2 separate regions of the Mustela erminea genome follow, and region 1 is linked to region 2. Evidence: chromatin contacts called from public Hi-C data. All regions are on one chromosome and are shown on one strand. The core of a region is the stretch at or near the end of the contact, and the rest is flanking DNA. Distances in the headings are between cores, read along the strand shown.

Region 1 (2,700 bases), core at 28-2,527, 840 kb after region 2:
GATACAAAACGTAAAGCATAGCTTAATGATTAAACGTTAAAGGTTCAAAGGAAAAAAAGCTTAATAATGCCTTTGTAATGTGAATGGTAAGAACATGAATTACAGACTCGGTGGACTGTGATGGACAGCCATGTTTAAAGTGAAGGTAACTATAAAGCCAAAGAAGCCACCCTCCTCTGGTGAGTCAGTTATTAGTAACTTAAGGAGGAGCTCCTAGTGGCAACGAAGTGCAAAGACACTCTTCTCTCATCAATGGGAAGTCGTCGGGGGTGGGGGTGGGGACACACTGGTTAACAAAAACTCACCAGAGACCCTTAGATAATGATTCACTAATTCAGTTTAAGTCACACACTGTACTGCTATTTACTTTAACCAACGAGCACGCTGGTCAATATGGAAAATACCGCTTTGATCGGCTTCAGTCTCTGTAAGTCAATAATAATCGTCCACCCGCTTCCAGCTTTGTAAATTCACCAGACCCCGAACTTTCCTGCGTTCATCCCCGAGCCTCCCAGTGACTGGCACGTCGCTGGCATTCAACACACCCTGCGTGAACTGATCGAAGAAGCCCTCTGAAGTTGCTGTCTGGGAAGTGCCAGGCAAGACTGAGGATAAAGGAATTCTAGTTCTTCCCACTGGAGCGCCACACCACCTTTATTACCCCATAATGCCCGGGGCTGTGATTTGTGGGTGACTGGGTCCCTCGCGAGGCTGCACAGCTTCCGCTTCTGCAGTCATCTCCTTCCCCTCGCACTAAAACAATACCTTGGCCTCCTGCCAAACTTCGAACAGCAAGCGACTCTGGCTGTTTATGGCCCGAAATGGGTGCTGCGAGAGACTGGGGCTCTCCGAGCGCTCAGAGAGGCCCAGAGGAAGAGAAGAGGCCAAAGCTTTAAAACACTCCCTTCCTCCGCCCCCTCCCTTTTGTCCCAGACACCAAAACAAACGAGCTGATACACGTGTCCCTATGACTCTTGTTTACTATCAAGACAGCGCTCTGCACGCACCTCTGGGATATGTAGTCCAACCGGTTTCTCTTGCCTACAGTTTCCCAGAACAGAGCAAGGCTGAGACTACGAACCCACAAGCCATTTCGGGGGCAAAGTTTGGCTTTGGTCCCCGGAGTCTCGGCAGCAATCCAATCCGAAGCGCTCACTCTTGTGATTGACAGACCACCTTCTCCAGTAAACACAACACAAAAGTCAATACAAGCCCGCCTCCCGAGACGGACGACGCGCTCACCCAATGGGAAAGGGGCAAGATCGAATGACACTTCCATAGGCCAATAAGAAGGCGAAAGAGCTGAGAGGAGGCTCAACCCCCGGGGGGTTGAGGGGAGGGGGAAGACGAAGCTTGAAAGACTTGGTAATGGCGACGGGTTTGGTAAGTAGGAAAGTTTCGGTTGAGGAGTAAGAGCAGCGGCGGGAGCAGTAAGGCGCGCCGGAGAGACCGGCCTCAGTCGGAGAGAGGGTACAGCAGTCGCTGGTGGTGTTGTCGCGTCCAGGGCGGCCCGCGTCGCGGCTGCCCGCACTCCGTGGCGGGTTTGTTGTCTTTCAGTTCGGGAAGGGGTGGGGGTGGGGAAGGGAGGGGCAGGATCCCGAGGGGACCGGGCGGCCGGGCGAGCTCGGGTCCGCGCTCCTCTTCCGCCAAAGGCTGCCCTCACAGTGGGAGCAGTTAACCGTCCGATAACTGCCGGTGGCGAACCCGCCGGACCGGCGCCTCCCGCGAGTTCACCTAGGCTTCGCGGCGGCCGGGCCCGAGGGGGTCTCGGGGGCGGGGGCTGGGAGGAGTCGGCGAGGTCGGCCCTCCGGGCCGGGTTGCGCGGTGGGTGGCGGGGCCGGGTGCGGAGATGGGGCGGGCCTGGGCGGGGGGAAGGGGCCGACGCGGCGCCGGGGCTGCCCAGGAAAGTTTGACTTCAACTTCGCGTGTGTGGGCGGAGGGTCGGAGGTTAGCCTCGGGTGGGCTGTCGGCCGGGGTTGGGGGACCCCAGTGAGGCGCCGCCTCCTCTGGGAGCCGAGAGGGGCTGGGGCCGAGCTGGGAAGCTCGCGGAGCTGCTGGGCCCCGGGGCTCATTGTTACGCATTTCGAATGAATGGGCTCCGAGGCGCCTGCGCGGTGCTGCTGAGCCGAGGGGAAAAACAAGCCTGGAGTCCAGGCTGCGGTCACATGATGGGGGGAGGGGAGGGGAAGGCGATGAATGGCGAAAGAGGGTGGGGGATGGACTTGGCTTGAACCGGGAGGCGCAGCCTCTGTGACCGAGAGCCCTAGCTTGGCAGGCGTTTCCAGTCTCCGCCTTCCAACCTATGCTGCTGCCGCAGGCAGATTAAAACAAAAAAGAATCCAGGCGAAGTCGACCGTGGGGGCCCGGTTTTTGTACCTTCCTTAAGCGCTGCACGGCGTCTGGGGGATTTCACTCGCGGCCGCGCGTGCTTCATTACCTAGAGTTCGTTCTTCAGCAGTCTTGAAGAATCGTTTTTAAAAGGAGTACTGACAACAGGGCTGTACTTCATCCAGTCTTCAGCTCAGGCTGCCGCTATAAGACGGGAGGAGGGTAATAGGGAGCTGTGTATACTAGGAAGTCCTACCAACAATTCCCGACCAAGTGCTGTAGATTTATTTCCCTCTAACCAGCGGTAACAGATGACTCCCAACCTTAGTTTTGAATTAAAGTTACTACCTTTTAAAAATTGAAATAATTTTG
Region 2 (2,700 bases), core at 39-2,538:
ACTAAAATTTACTTTGTTCAAGTGGGGTGTCTGGCCTGACATTTCATCTTTTAAGTGTGCTGGCCAACAAAGCTTAGCAAAGTATAGTTCAGTTTACTTCATGTAATTTGGAACCTAGGGGAAAGAACATTTACCAGATTTTCCTCTCATCATTCTTTCCTTTACTAATTTGTGTGAGTTTCAAACAAAACTAATGCGGCAGCAATACTCTCAAGTGTCCTATAAGCTTATTAACACAAATGTGTCATTTCTCTGTGAGTTCTCCAGGGATAAAACTACAATTCATTTAGCTCGCGTTTTCACTTTCCTTTTCACAGAAATCCTGTAGTGGCCCTAATGGAATAAGGGCAGCCTACCGGCCTCTACAACAAGGGATAAGGAGTATGAGTGATCACCGGGAGCCAAGGAGTTTGAAACGGAGCCCAGCGGAGTGGGCCGTCTACCGAGGGCAGATAAGTGGCCTCCACACCCCGGCCACAGGCAGAAGAACGTGGCTGGCTGCTGCAGCACCCTACTAGGTCCTCGCCCACCTCTTTCTCGGGGAGGGACGTACCTGGCCAGCAAGGGGGGAGCGCACTCGATTCAGCCTTTAGGGGAAAACCCACTTCTCAAACCTCATTCCTTTTCTGCACGGCCGAGCCCCAGGGGCCGTTACCTAACTGACCCGCTCCTGGCGACCTTTCGCCAGGCTGGCCCTGCCCGACCCGGCCCAAGGCCAAAAGGCCGCGCTCCCGGGGAAGGCGTGCGCTCGACCGGGGACGCCCAAGCCTCCCTGGCCCCGACCCCGCCACGGCCTCTCCAGCCGCGAGCCGCGAGCCGGGAGCCGGGAGCCGGGAGCCCGGAGCCCCGCGTCCCGCGCCTGCGGCGGGCGGGCGGCGCCGTCTCCGGCCCGCCTCAGCCCCTCGCCGCGCCCCCCCACACCACGCACCCCAAAGCCCCGCCTCCTGCCGTCCATCCCTCCATCCCTCCTCCATCCACCTCCTCCCCACTGCGGCGCCAGCTTCACCTGCCTCAGCCCGCCGCCGCCGCCGCCGCCGCCGCCGCCGCCGCCGCCGCCGCCCAGCCGCTCCTTCCCTCGGGATCGTGCAGCGCCACGACCCCAGAGCGGCGCCCCCAGCCCCACAGCCCCGCGCTTGTCCCGGACGCGCCCTCTCCTCCTTCACCTGCCCCCGCCCCGAACCTCTACCTTGTAGGAGTCGGTGGCCAGGAGGATGTTGAACTCGGCGTCTGCCGCAGCATTCATCTCGGGCGGGAGTGTGAGGGCCACGCGCCGCGAGGTGCCCGGCGCGGCGGCGAGGAAGGAGAAAAATGAGCTTCACCGCGCTCCGTTGCTTAAGTCACCGCTCGGTCGGAGGGGCGGGGGAGAGGAGGGCGAAGAGGAGTGGGGAGGAGGGGCCACAGAAGGGCGGGCCCGGGAGCAGTGACGCGGAGGAGGGTGGTGGCGCCGGTAGCTCTCGAGCTCTCAGCCCAGGGACTCCGACCGACTCCTCACCTCGGCTCCCCGCCCCCACCCCCGCCCCATTACCCCGGAGGGGACGCGAGGGGCGGGGCGCGGCCGCGCGTGCGCAGCGCGCGAGGGGGCGGGGCTGGGGGAGAGGACGTGAGGCACGCGCTCTTTCTCCAGGACGCCAGCTCCGGGAAAGCGGAGGCTTCCGGGCAGTCCCGGTGTGGGACCCGCGTCCCTACGTTGATTTCATTTCCCGACACCGCGTAACGGAGAGCGGCGGGAGGGGGAATTCCCAGCCTCGCCCCTCCTGCGATTAGCTGGTTCGTCCGCCTGGCTGACCCCTTCCTGTCCTACCCTGTCCTGGCTCGTTTTCTGAGTCCTCCTGAAGTCACGCCACCCGACTGGTGGCCGTGAAGCCTTCCTCTGCCGGTCTCCCCATCCCCCTCCCGCAGTTACTCACCTTTGTCTCCGGCTGGGATTGGGGATCGAACCTTTTGCCTGCATCCCTCTTGTCCCTCTAGGTCCTCCTAAGCCTCTCTTTAAAATCCGAAGAGCAGCGATGAGGAAGGTCTGAGGGGACCCTTTGCTCTGCATCGACTCCGATTTCCTCTGCCTGTGTTGCTGAGCTCTTGGATCCTTTGATGTTTTGACTTTTTTCCCGCAGAAAACAGTCTGCACGTGAAGGCGGGGGTTGAATTCAGCCCTCCCAGATAATGAAAGTACGAGGCCTAATTGAATCTAACAGTGCCGAGAAGTAAACGGCAACGGGCCAAGTTGTGACACGGTGCAAAACTGATTTCATCATTGCTTTAGTTGTTAAATTTTGGGAAATGATTTGGTAACCTCCAAAAAAGAAGCAACGGATACGACGTCGGATGACTTCACCGAAGTGTAGACGATCCACTTATGCAATTCTCATACGTGATTGTAGTTTTGCGTAAAATTAAGATTTCCTTTGTCCACATGATCAGTAGCTGCTGCGGCCTTTTTTAAAAATTTTTTATTCCAAGATTTAGGTTTTACAAGATACAAGTAGCGGGGGCGGGGGGGGGGGGAAGCGGATCAATGAAAACAGGCATAGGGACTCTAGAGACTATTTTAAAAGTTGGTAAAAATCTCACTTTATCGGGGGGTGGGGGGTGGTGTGGGATGGGAAGGGGGACGCTGTGAATTGAGAGATTCATCACAACAAAACGGAGACCTACCTCTTCAGTTAAAAGCAACTTGGGTCCAGACTGTGGTCTTGGAATAAG

Evidence for each region. Hi-C and Micro-C count contacts between places; a contact is called where the count stands out from the background.
Region 1: a Hi-C map of spleen shows a contact between it and region 2, with 11 times the contacts expected there. The contact joins the promoter of HBP1 here to the promoter of NAMPT in region 2. A contact is called at or near these places in 2 of 3 Hi-C or Micro-C datasets (fibroblasts and spleen).

What each region holds. Positions count from the first base shown.
Region 1 is chr11:89,236,776-89,239,475 of mMusErm1.Pri, forward strand. HBP1 (HMG box-containing protein 1) reads left to right here and starts at 1,278. Exons shown (of 11, transcript XM_032304092.1): 1 at 1,278-1,383. The coding sequence starts at 1,369.
Region 2 is chr11:88,396,778-88,399,477 of mMusErm1.Pri, forward strand. NAMPT (nicotinamide phosphoribosyltransferase) reads right to left here and starts at 1,289. Exons shown (of 11, transcript XM_032305830.1): 1 at 1,187-1,289. The coding sequence starts at 1,243. It overlaps LOC116569541 (a long non-coding RNA gene), which reads left to right. Exons shown (of 2, transcript XR_004277065.1): 2 at 318-1,970.